Regions from separate parts of the Mus musculus genome. Here all the other regions are linked to region 3. Evidence: chromatin contacts called from public HiChIP or PLAC-seq and promoter capture Hi-C data. All regions are on one chromosome and are shown on one strand. Each heading gives the region's core, a stretch centred on a gene start, on an enhancer-like site or on the middle of the called end of the contact. The rest is flanking DNA. Distances are from core to core; before and after follow the strand shown.

Evidence for each region. Promoter capture Hi-C pulls out the DNA fragments that hold promoters and counts their contacts. HiChIP or PLAC-seq counts read pairs in DNA pulled down with a chosen protein or histone mark.
Region 1: a contact with region 3 is called in a promoter capture Hi-C map of liver, with 6 times the contacts expected there. The contact joins the enhancer-like site here to the promoter of Apol7d in region 3. A contact is called at or near these places in 9 of 39 promoter capture datasets (the 3T3-L1 cell line, 3T3-L1-derived adipocytes, the SN4741 cell line and 5 more), 1 of 15 datasets of contacts at CTCF or cohesin (the NIH/3T3 cell line), 10 of 484 Hi-C or Micro-C datasets (the C2C12 cell line, the MC3T3-E1 cell line, adipose-derived mesenchymal stem cells and 5 more), 8 of 115 datasets of contacts at active chromatin or transcription factors (the NIH/3T3 cell line, bone marrow-derived macrophages, embryonic fibroblasts and 5 more) and 3 of 9 other capture datasets (adipose tissue, embryonic stem cells and liver).
Region 2: a contact with region 3 is called in a promoter capture Hi-C map of cranial neural crest. The contact joins the enhancer-like site here to the promoter of Apol7d in region 3. A contact is called at or near these places in 11 of 39 promoter capture datasets (the C10 cell line, the SN4741 cell line, cranial neural crest and 7 more), 1 of 15 datasets of contacts at CTCF or cohesin (the NIH/3T3 cell line), 3 of 484 Hi-C or Micro-C datasets (liver and uterus), 8 of 115 datasets of contacts at active chromatin or transcription factors (the NIH/3T3 cell line, cardiomyocytes, craniofacial prominence and 5 more) and 4 of 9 other capture datasets (adipose tissue, embryonic stem cells, liver and 1 more).
Region 4: an H3K4me3 HiChIP or PLAC-seq map of embryonic limb bud shows a contact between it and region 3, with 6 times the contacts expected there. The contact joins the enhancer-like site here to the promoter of Apol7d in region 3. A contact is called at or near these places in 14 of 39 promoter capture datasets (the 3T3-L1 cell line, 3T3-L1-derived adipocytes, the C10 cell line and 10 more), 6 of 484 Hi-C or Micro-C datasets (adipose-derived mesenchymal stem cells, embryonic fibroblasts, nephron progenitors and 1 more), 12 of 115 datasets of contacts at active chromatin or transcription factors (the NIH/3T3 cell line, craniofacial prominence, embryonic fibroblasts and 8 more) and 4 of 9 other capture datasets (adipose tissue, embryonic stem cells, liver and 1 more).

Annotation. Positions count from the first base shown.
Region 1 is chr1:71,912,115-71,914,814 of GRCm38.p6, forward strand. No RefSeq gene overlaps it. Among named protein-coding and RNA genes, the nearest start is that of Gm28818, 14 kb to the left of the region's middle. Within about 2 kb of position 1,322, at least 42 of the 459 cell types and tissues checked have an H3K27ac peak or open chromatin away from gene starts, as enhancers often do. A contact at or near this core is called in 3T3-L1-derived adipocytes, the C2C12 cell line, adipose tissue and 3 more, where this site is marked.
Region 2 is chr1:72,037,392-72,040,091 of GRCm38.p6, forward strand. No RefSeq gene overlaps it. Among named protein-coding and RNA genes, the nearest start is that of 4933417E11Rik, 34 kb to the left of the region's middle. Within about 2 kb of position 1,435, at least 9 of the 459 cell types and tissues checked have an H3K27ac peak or open chromatin away from gene starts, as enhancers often do.
Region 3 is chr1:71,652,030-71,654,729 of GRCm38.p6, forward strand. Apol7d (apolipoprotein L 7d) reads left to right here and starts at 1,306. Exons shown (of 4, transcript NR_040308.1): 1 at 1,306-1,357. It overlaps Fn1 (fibronectin 1), which reads right to left and starts at 1,205. Exons shown (of 46, transcript NM_010233.2): 1 at 803-1,205. The coding sequence starts at 953.
Region 4 is chr1:72,059,371-72,062,070 of GRCm38.p6, forward strand. No RefSeq gene overlaps it. Among named protein-coding and RNA genes, the nearest start is that of 4933417E11Rik, 56 kb to the left of the region's middle. Within about 2 kb of position 1,266, at least 29 of the 459 cell types and tissues checked have an H3K27ac peak or open chromatin away from gene starts, as enhancers often do. A contact at or near this core is called in craniofacial prominence, embryonic limb bud and uterus, where this site is marked.

The DNA of each region.
Region 1 (2,700 bases), core at 72-2,571, 260 kb after region 3:
GAATAAATGTTCAACCATCCTTATGTGAGCGGATCATAAAGAAAATGGAAAGACTATATCAAGCTAGCTAAATGCATCCCACATTCATGGTTTACTCACTAAAATGTTGTTCATGGCTTTCTTACTGATTCTTACAGAACGTGCATATGTCTTTTTAATTTTCCCCTTTTATGTTTCCCAAGTTCACAATTCACATAAAATATCCATTGAAGCAGACAGAAAAGTGAAACGAATGTTTCAAAGCTCTTTGGGGATTTAAGTAGGTTTTTACAATAAAGCTTTGATTACTCAGAAAGGACAGGAGTGCTTAATGACGAGAAGGAGGAGGTTTCCAAAGTGTCAGAGGAGACTCTGATGCAATGGGTTTTCAACCTTGTTGAATACCAAGCCAGAAAGCAGCCAGATGCCACAGGATAGGGCCACAGTCGGGGGGGGGGGGGGGGGGGGGGAGGGGAGCAATCAGAGGAGACGTGCAAAGGTTGTGGTTTCCTGAAATTTAATATGACACAGAGAGTCCCACAGGACTTGCTTCATTATATTATTGTGCAATTTGGACTCAAACAGAGTGAGGCAAACCCACAAGTTAAAGGGTTTTCAAAGTGGCTTAAAACTCACTCTGAAATCAGGACAGAGCACCCTTCCGGTCAGTGTGACTGCAACATTGATCAACAAACACAGAGGGACACAGCACATGGTTGGCTAACAAATGTTATCCAGGTGAAGGTGGGCTTGGCACATACTGCTTTGAAAAGCACTTTTCTCCTTGGATTGGAAACCTGATGGCTGTGTTATGTGATTTGGAGTTTTCTGAGGCCCCCAGTGAAAGATTTATAAAGGCTGTAGGAGACAACATTGGGATATTTGAGCACTTTTTAAGAAAGATCAAAGGTATTGATTTTTTTATTTCCTTATTTTGTCTTCTTATTTAAGAGTTAGCTAGCTGCCCCAAGCATATAGCCTCATCTGGCAGAAGACCCACTGAGAGAGATTTTTTTTTTCATCTCAATTTTCATCTTCTTGGTCTCTTGATGGCTTGATTTCATATCATTTCACAATGCAGGGATTAAGCTGACTGGCTATAAATCTGTGGAGTGTGGATGGGCTGTATAGAAAGAGCAAGAATGGATGAGAGACAACTGTAAATATTTCAAAATGTGTTTCATGGGATCCAAAGTTGGACAGCCTCTCCTTACACTGAGGATAAATGCCATCCAGACATGCTCATTCAGTCCCCTCCCCTTGGTCTGAACCATGAATACCACCATAGAACGTTCAGGCAATGGCCTAAGAGTCATTCACCTACTATAGTGTCATGTGACTTCATGTAACTCCCCGAGAGGTCACTCTCTGGACTGGTACATCAGCTCTTCCCTTTAAAAGTCAGTGCATCGCTAGAGCAGCTGCTGCTTCTGACATCGTTAGCATCGGTTGTCAAGGTGATACACTTGGGAAGAGGGAACCTCAACTGAGAAGCTGACCTTGTGCTGGTTTCATGAGAAATGGCCCCCACAGCCTCAGATATTTGAACACTTGGTCTCTAGTTGTTAGTCCTGTTTGTGCAGCTTTAAGAGGTGCATCTTGCTGAAGGAAACATGTCCCTGGAGGATAGGCTTTGAGAGCTTACAGACAGCACCACTCCAACATCTCTCTCTCTCTCTCTCTCTCTCTCTCTCTCTCCATCTCTCCCTCTCTCTCCTTCCTAGAGTAAGCTCCCTGCTTTTACTAGCATGTTTACCACTTGCTGCCTGGCCATGATGGATTCTTAAAACTCTGGAATCCAGAGACCAAAATAGACTCTTTCTTCCTTAAGTAGCCCTGACCATGGCAGTTTATCCCAGCAACAGAAAAGAAGCTAAGACAGGCGTCCATCAACTGGCCTGTGGAGGTGTCTGTGGGTTCTTCCTTGACTGCTGATTGATATGGCAGGGTGCAGCCCTCTGTGGTTCACACTATCCCTGGGCAGGTGGGTCTGGGCTGTATAAGAAAGGTAGTTGAGTAGCCAGGAAAAGTCAGTAAACAGCGTTCTTCCATGGTCTCTGCGCCAGTTCTTCCCTCCAGACTCCTGCCTTGAGTTCTGTCCCGACTCCCCTCAATGGTGAAGTATAAAATGAAATAAACCCTTTCCTTCCAAGTTGTTTTGGTCATGAGGTTTGTTACCGCAACAGAAACTAAACTAGAACCAATACCTTTCCCATAATTATTCACGTATTTATGCATTCATTCAGAAGAGTATATATTTTAAAACATATACCATGTTTAAGGTCTTAAGGAATTTAGCATTGAACACAGCAAAGTCCTTGAAGTCCACTATTTCATAGTGTTTATATATTGAGGAAGAACTACTTACTATTAGACTAGAATATCATAAAATCATACTATGGTTATTGAAGGAATTCTGGACAAGGCTGCGACCACGGCTTGCCATAAGCTCCTTGGGCTGAAGGAAACTAATGCTTACTAGTAAACAACTGCTATGAGCCAGGCACTGTGAAGATACCACTGCCTCCTCAGTGGGCAGGAAGTTGAGCTGGCTATGTTCCATGGTGTCTGGTAGAGCATAAACTTGTACGCAGTTGGATACTGATGAAATGATAGGTTGTCATTAAATTTCTTCCCAGAGATCACTCAAGCTATAGCAAAAGAGTGAGAAAGGGAGGGGGGAGAGGAGAAAGATGGGAGAGACAGAAAAAGATAGAAGGG
Region 2 (2,700 bases), core at 185-2,684, 390 kb after region 3:
TTTGCAAGATGGCTCATTGAGTAAAGACATTTGCTGAGCAATCTTGGAGATATGAGCTCCGTCTCCAAAACCCATGTGAAGCTGAAAGAGGAGACCAGAAAAGCTGTCCTCTGACCTCCACACATGTGCCCACATACACAGAACAAAATTAAAATTATTTTAAGTTCGCGTTTCATTAATAAAAAAAAAAAACAAACTGGGTACACCAGTTAAAATGATGCTTTTTGAACTTAATTTGGCTTCTCTTCCTGACTGCTACTTCCAAACATCCTTTGCTGAGAGCCTTTCTAGATATGTTTATATATAGGTATATACTGAGACAGAGCATTACCCCCTGTTTTCTTTTTTTTAATAAATGTGCAATGTTAGGGAAAAAGAAGAAGAAGACCAAAGGAAACAGGAATTAGAACACTTAGCCAGAACAATAAGAAATTCTTAATAAAAATCAGCTGTATTATGTCATTAAAATTTAATATATGAAGCTTTCTCATGTATATGACTCTGAAAGCCTTGGAAAAACATTTGTTAATAGGCTGGTAATCACCACTTGCCTTATTTACCTAAGAATTTTTCTTTAAATGATGAATAGGTCCAACTGTGAGCTACCTTCTTAAGAAAATATAGATGCTAATAGATTGAAGTTGAGGCGACTACGTGTTCTTCCTTGTTTGAATAGTACTCAATGACTGTTTTTTAGCCATCGGGGAAATAGCTTAATTTTATTCTAAACAGAGCCCTACTGAGAAAATAATACAAGACACTCTTTAGTTTGCCCGGGGATTTGAGAACTGCGGAAGCTCATATGGGTTCCATGAATGAGAGAATCACACTCTTCCTTCCCACAGATAAGTTAAATTAGCTGCTCCCTAAATCAAAACATGGTCTGGTACAAACCGGGGTCTCCAAGAGGCACATTTCTGACATGTTCTTTATGAATGCACGCTCTCAACTCAGTGTGCTATTCATCTAGGCTTAGCAAATAAGCCCCTTACCTTTTCCCTCTCTGCGGAGATGTTTTCCTTCTCCCTTGTAATTTGTGGCGGCTTAGCAACTGATTAATGAGCCCTTGCTGGAAAAACCATTGATTTGACCATAAGTAATGCCTATGGAACTGTTCTGGTTAAACAACAACAAAAAAAAAGTTCTGCAGAAAGCACCAAAGCCATCACAAAAAGCCCCGCTTAGATTCAAAACGAGAAATCTCTGCCTCCACGCACAACCCTCCCAACCCTGTTCTGTTTAAGTCCTGAAGTGATATCAGATTACCACCTTAAACTACCTCCAGAGAAGGAAGGGTCTCTGTGGAGGTGTGGCTTTGAAGGACTAGGTGTGTCTGTTGGAGGAAGTGTGCCGGAAGTTGTGGGGGCGGGGCGGGGGAAGGTTGGGGGAGGACTTTGAGGTCTCCGAAGCTCAAGCCTGTCTAGTGGCTTATAATTCCTTTCTGCTGCCTGCAGATCCATATGTAGAACTCTCAGCTCCTGCTCCAAACACCATGTCTGCCTGCAGACGGCCATGTCCCTCGGCATAACGATAATGGACTAAACTTTTGAAACTGTAAGCCAGTCCCAAATAAATGTTTTCCGTGGTCATGGAGCCTCTTCACAGCAATATGAACCCAAACTAAGGCATTCTCTATTCACACTGTTCCCTCAATGAACATCCCACAAACATGAGTGACTGGATACACATTAGATCCTTAGCTTGTGCATGTTTTTTTGTTTGTTTGTTTGTCTTGACACAGGTTAATTTTAGTCATAATTTTACAATGTGAGTTGAAATTGTGATGCGCTTCGCCTTTTCAGCTTAGTGAAATACTGTAGCAATCTAATTTAGTTATTTAAAATCCGACCGAGAAATGGTCCCCTCAACCCTGTGAGTTTTTAGAGGCAGGATTTCCCACTATGTTCACAGAAACGTAGACACTGTGACCTAAGAAATGATAGTATTCAGAGGATTTTATTTTTAAGGGATTGTCCCAAACAGACCTAAAAGTTAAACTTTTCAGATTTGAACAGCATAAAGAGACAGAATTCTCAGAGCACAAAGCAATACCAGTTTACCGCTCTAATTGGTGGCATGAACCTGGGAGAGGAGTGCCTAGAAATGAGGTAGACCAAAGTCCCATATAATCGCCATCTTTATTCAGAGCATCGGGCAATGTATGCCCTGAGGGTTAAGAAGAATCTCCTGTGCAATCGCAAGGATAAGCGATTTTGCCCAAGGTGGCAAAGATATATTTTCCATGAAAGTACATGAATAACAAGAGCTGAGGTAAACTCACTCTGTCTGCTACACCTTGGAGAATCACAAAAATACATTCCAAGAACAATTCTGTGTTGTTGAGAAGCAGAGATTACAAGACTCTAGTTCTCTCACAGAGTCTCAGAATCTCCTCGTTCAGCTTCATTCATAGATGGTGCTCTGACAATACCTTTATTCTGCAGCACCCTGGGATTAAAAGGCAGCAAATACAACTTCTTATCATGCAAAGTTCTGTGGGCCACTCCTCTTACACGCAGAAAGAACAAACCATAAAGTTGCTTCAAGCACGCACTCATTCAAGTGGGCTCATCTGCTTCATTTGACGCCTTGGTTTGATAACGCTATTAATTAAAGTGCTACATGCCCAGCTTGGAAATGTGTGGGCTTTTAATGGTACCCGTTTTGGAAACAAGTCAATATGTTGTAGAGACAGAGCTC
Region 3 (2,700 bases), core at 56-2,555:
AAAACTTAAGTTGGGTGTCTTGATGACTATGCCAATAACCCCAGCTCTGTAGAAACTGAGGCAGAAGAATTGCTCCCAAGTTGAACACACAAGCCTGGACAACACAGGAGAATGCCAGGCTAGCTTAGGCTACAGTGTGAGATCATGGCAAAAAAAAAAAAAAAAAAAAAAAAAGAAAAAAAAAAGAAAAGAAAAGAAAAGAAAAGAAAAAGAAAAAAAGGAGGGAGAACTTTTAAATTTTCCTCTAGCCCAAGATAAAGGAAGAGTGTGTCTCTGAAAAACTGGAAGAGAAATGGCTATCCTTGCTCTTGGGGAAAGAATCCTAGGCTACCCCCCCCCCCCCAAAGCACTGAGCCAACTAACATCTCTTTCAAGTTGGTAAGAAACTACCTATTTAGATAGTCTCACCTCCTCCCCGTGTTAAATATTTAACCAGCTATTTGCTGATAAAGAAAATAAGGATCAGGGGAACCACAATAATCTCTGATGTAAAATTTGTAAGTTCGTGTCTCTTTTCTCTTTCACACGTTTTGGTTCCTGGAAGGGCGAACTGAAGGTGTAGAATTTGTTAGCGCACTTGAGGGGAAGAACAGACGGTCCCTACCTCCACTTCACCAGCAACCAGCCTGTTCAGACCTAAGCCTTTTGTGTCCACAGCTGGTTTCCCTCGATAAAGCGCGCACTCACACACGTTCGCACAGCCACGCACGCGCGCAAAAACTTTAGCCACAACTTGAGCGGGCGCTTGAGGACCAACCCATCCCTGCCGCCGGCCGGTTTGAACCAGACTGTCGGTACTCACGCTTGCTCTGACTGACAGCCACCGGGGATTGAGGCTGCACGATTTGCTGAGCCTGCCTCTTGCTCTTCCCGGCTTCGGTGCAGCGCACCGAGGTCCCCAGGCACAGGACTGCCAGCAGCAGCAGCCGCCCGGGTCCCGGACCCCTGAGCATCTTGAGTGGATGGGAGGAGAGTCGCCCTCCCCAGGAGGCAAGTGGCCACGAACTGTGGGTCCCCTCGCAGCCTGCGGGAAAAGTCCTGAGGTGGGGACGCCGGTAAGGAGATGGAAGGAGAGGACCAGAAGTTGTCCGGCTCACACCCTGGGCTCCTTTTCTCCCCCTGTGCAGCGCAGCGGGTGCGAGCGGTTGAGCCCCAAGAGCAGAGGCTTATATGGGACAGTACCTTCCCGCCCCCCACGAGGCCCTGCGCGCCGGGGAGGAGGGTCCGGTCCGACTCCTCCCGCCCCTCCTGCCGCCGCAGCCGCCGCCGACCGCGCGCCTATTGGCCCAGAGTCCGGGTGACGTCACGGGGTACGGTGGGTTCGCCCCGAACAAAAGAGATGCTGATCTCCCGCCAGGTCTGGGACTAGAGAACTTTTTTCCCCTTTCTGGTTTCCTTTGCGGTCGTCAAACTTTTGGGAGGAGGATTGGGGGTAGGGATGGGAAACGGCTGTAAAGTGATGTAGACTCGAAGGAAAGGGAGGGAGGGGCTGGAGCCTAAGGAAGCCTGGGGTGGTAAGGCTTACCCCCCTCATCTCTTAACTTTTTTTTTTTTAAATTGGTGGCTGTGGTGGTGTTTGAGAACATTGCGTCACCTCTGAGAAAAGTCTGTGCACACCAGAGTGTATTTTGTGGGAAGGGAAAAAGTCATAAAGTGGCCACCACCTTGTCCCTGTAGGAATCCAAACTTCACTTTTGCAGCCCCGGGGCGGGGCGGCTCCTTCTGGGTGCTTTTCCTGGGTCCTGGGCGCCGCCTAGGGTCCCCTATCTTTGCCTTTATGGTGTTAGGTAGGCTCAGACCTCGGTTTCTCCACGCAGTACCTGCCAGGTTTCAAGGAAGAGCCTGGGAGAGAGTGAGCGCGTGGCAGAGGTGACCCCCTTCCCTGAGCTTCCACAGCCCTCGGTTCCGCGCGGCGCTCTACAGATTCCAGAGAAACTCACAGGACCAAGTTTCTCTCTAAGAGGAAGCAACAGAAAGTTTCTTTTCTAAGTCGTGAAGCACAGTTTTCCTTTCCTGGGGATGGGGTGCCCGTTTCTTTTAAAAGGGCAGTAGTGAACAGCTTAAGAAGGGGAAAAGTTGAACTGGCTGATGAAGGGGGGCGGGGGGACCCTTCCCGTCCATGCCACGTTCACTGGGCCATCTGCACTCAAACCTAGGTGGCCTCTGAAGGGGGAGTTGGGGTGAGGATGGGTACAAAGATTTAATGTCTTGCCTCCCTCCAGACTTTACCCCGAATCCCCTTGCATGTGTCCGGGCGTTTATTTTATTTTATTTTATTTTATTTTCAGACTTCGCAGTCATGGCAGAATTCCACTATCCACCCCTCCCCCGCTGCCAGATTTTTTATATTTCAATTGTTATCTGCTCCAAGAATGTATAAAGTTCCACTGAAAATTCTCTGGACTTCCTACACTACTGAAGTTGAAAAGGGAATAGGAGACGTCCCCCTGAAGCCAGCAGCTCTAACACGTTGGTCTTTTTTTTTTTTTTTTTTTTAACCTTTCAGACACACACAAGCCCAGTTGCTTTGGTAGGGCTTCAAAAAGACCTTCAAGAAGCCCACTATTTTCAGAGTAGCAGATCCGAACCCCAAACTTGGCTTTCTCCCTCGGTTAGGCGCATGGTCTCCTTTGCTTTGAGAACATATTAAAGCTACTAGCTAGCAAAATATGTTGTTTGTACCAGGTTCTTGGATAATTT
Region 4 (2,700 bases), core at 16-2,515, 410 kb after region 3:
GCAATTGTGGTCACATAATAGAGTAGAAGGTGGGTGGAGGCATCAGAAACACAAAAACAAACAAACAAACACAACCAAAAAACTCAACTAAGAAGGGGCGTACCCAAGCACCTGAAGGGATCTGCAATCCTATAGGTGGAACAATAATATGAACTAACCAATTACCCCCCACCCCCAGCTCGTGTCTCTAGCTGCATATGAATCAGAAGATGGCCTAGTCGGCCATCAGTGGAAAGAGAGGCCAATTGGTCGTGCAATCTTTATCTGCCTTAGTACAGGGGAACGACAGGGCCAAAAAGTGGGAGTGGGTGGGGGAGGGAGTGGGGGGGGAGCATGTGGGGGACTTTTGGGATAGCATTGGAAATGTAAATGAAATAAATACCCAATTTTAAAAAAAGAAAGAAAGAAAGAAAAAGTTACTCTAGTATTTATTAAGGGCAAATGGACCACAGCAATAAAGAAGAGGAAAAGCGGGGACTCATACCTACCCCAAGAGCAGGATAAAAGGACCACTGATGTGGATGTTGGAATTGTTGAGGAAAAACAGGGAATTGTTAAGAGCAAACATGAGGTTTAAGAGGGATTCTTGCAGAACACAGGGCAGGGTATCCAGAGGGGTAATGAGAGATGAGAAACTAGATTAACTTAGATCAGACACGGCAGTGGTCTGGTACCAGTGTGTGTGTGTGTGTGTGTGTGTGTGTGTGTGTGTGTGTAATTTGGGCTGAACATAGAGGTCTTCTTGCTCTTGAGAACAAGGACAGCCTACCACAAACGTTTTAAAGAAGGCTGGCTACAGCTGAGTTGGAAAAAGACGTTTGTCAATAAACACCCCATCCTTCTTACAGAATTTCTCTCCAAAACCCTTCTTCTCTGCTCAAACTTTGGGAAGCTTTGTTCTTTGTTTCATGAGACAGCAAGAAGCATTGTTTTGTTTTGAAATAAGATAGAGACAAATAATGGTAATGACAAACCTCTTCCTCCCAGCAAGGAAGCATTTTTGCATTTGTGATGCATTTTTAGGTGGGTGACCTCCTACCTGCAATGTCCCCAAAGCACAGCCACAAAGAACTGAAAAAAAAAGGAAACTTAGCACTGAGAGCCAAGGGGTTAATATTACGGTTCCAGGGCCGCCCTCTAAACAACACAATCAGTCAACTGTTTTTCCTGCCTCTCCAGCAAAAACACATGTTCCAGCTTACTCCACACTGCTCCAACTATTGCAAATGCATTGCAGTAAAGGGTTTTCCTATGAAAATATCCCATACTATTTAAAGTAACTGCAAACATCTGCAGGCTTGCTTTTGTTACATTGTCTCCCATCGTTAGCGGGACCATGTCTGTCTGTCCACCACTGTTTCTCCCCTTCGGTTATGTGTTACAGATGGATTTTTACTGCCTTTTTGATCTCCTCCTCCCCTCAAACCTTTCAGAATTTTGTTTTTAGCAGGGTGTTTCTCAAAGTGTGCTCTGTGGATGCTCTTTGGTGAGCTTAGCATTTCGCAGGTAGAAAGCCATTGGTGAATGCCTTCCAGTACTTAATTGAAAATATAAGGTTGTTTCCCCCGGCCTCTTTGTCAGCACAGATGGTTTTGCTCATGTGGATACTTTAAATTATATTTTAGTGTTAAGTATATTAATTTACAGAGCATAACAATTTAGAGATTTATTTACCAATATTAAAAACATTACCTTTGACACAAAAATCTGGGCTTAAATACATATTTCAAATATGGCAAAGCCTTTAGAACTGTTTTTCTTTTAAGTTTTTGAAATAGCATCAAAACATCTGGTCCATGGGTTGCTGGCAAGCACCTCTTTCCTCCTTCTATTGTCTTGGTATCTTCATCACGTATACATCTTCATATCTTAGAAAATGACATAAGAGAGCTGAGGAGATGGCTTTTTCTGTTTGTTGTTTGCTGTTTACAAGAGGAAAGGCCTGAATTACAATACCCAGAACCCTCATAGAAAACTTGGCACAGTAGCACCTGTAACCCTGGTGGGGAAGAGTGGAGAGGCAGGCAGATCCCCAGAGCTGGTCTAGCCAATCCGTTAGCTTAAGGTTTAATGAAAAATAGTGTGGCAAATGATAGAAGAATACAGCCAGCACTGACCTGCACCCCATGCATACACATATGCACCAAAGAGAGAGAGAGAAAGAGAGAGAGAGAGAGAGAGAGAGAGAGAGAGAGAGAGAGAGGAAAAAGGAGGAGGAGAAGCAGCATAATATTATTGTGGATTTGTTTACATAACAAAATTTTCTAACATTCATCATTTCCTATCAGATTATAACTTTGCATTTGTCATTTAAGCCCTGGTAAATGCAGGATGCCATCTGGGTGCACTAGGAGACAGACAGGAAGATAAACAAAGGGTTAATTGGCAGTAGCATCCATGAAAGGGCATCGGACAGGGCTGGGCAGGGCAAGCCATCAGACAGTGATAGGGACTTAAGGAAAATCTCTGGCAAGCAGAGAGCAAAGCTAGCCCATAGGAGGAGTTCCACTCTGAAGAGACAAGGCTAGACTCTTCTGCCGCTGCCTCCCTCAGCTATGGGCTTCCCCAAGAAGAACAGAACCTCTGGGGGTAAGCCTTGACAGACCAGCAAGCTTCTAGGAGATGTTCACTAACTATGCTCCTCCCAACTGACAGCAACAGCTTTCCTGAAGGAGAGGCAGAGCAAGTGCATCTCAGGTT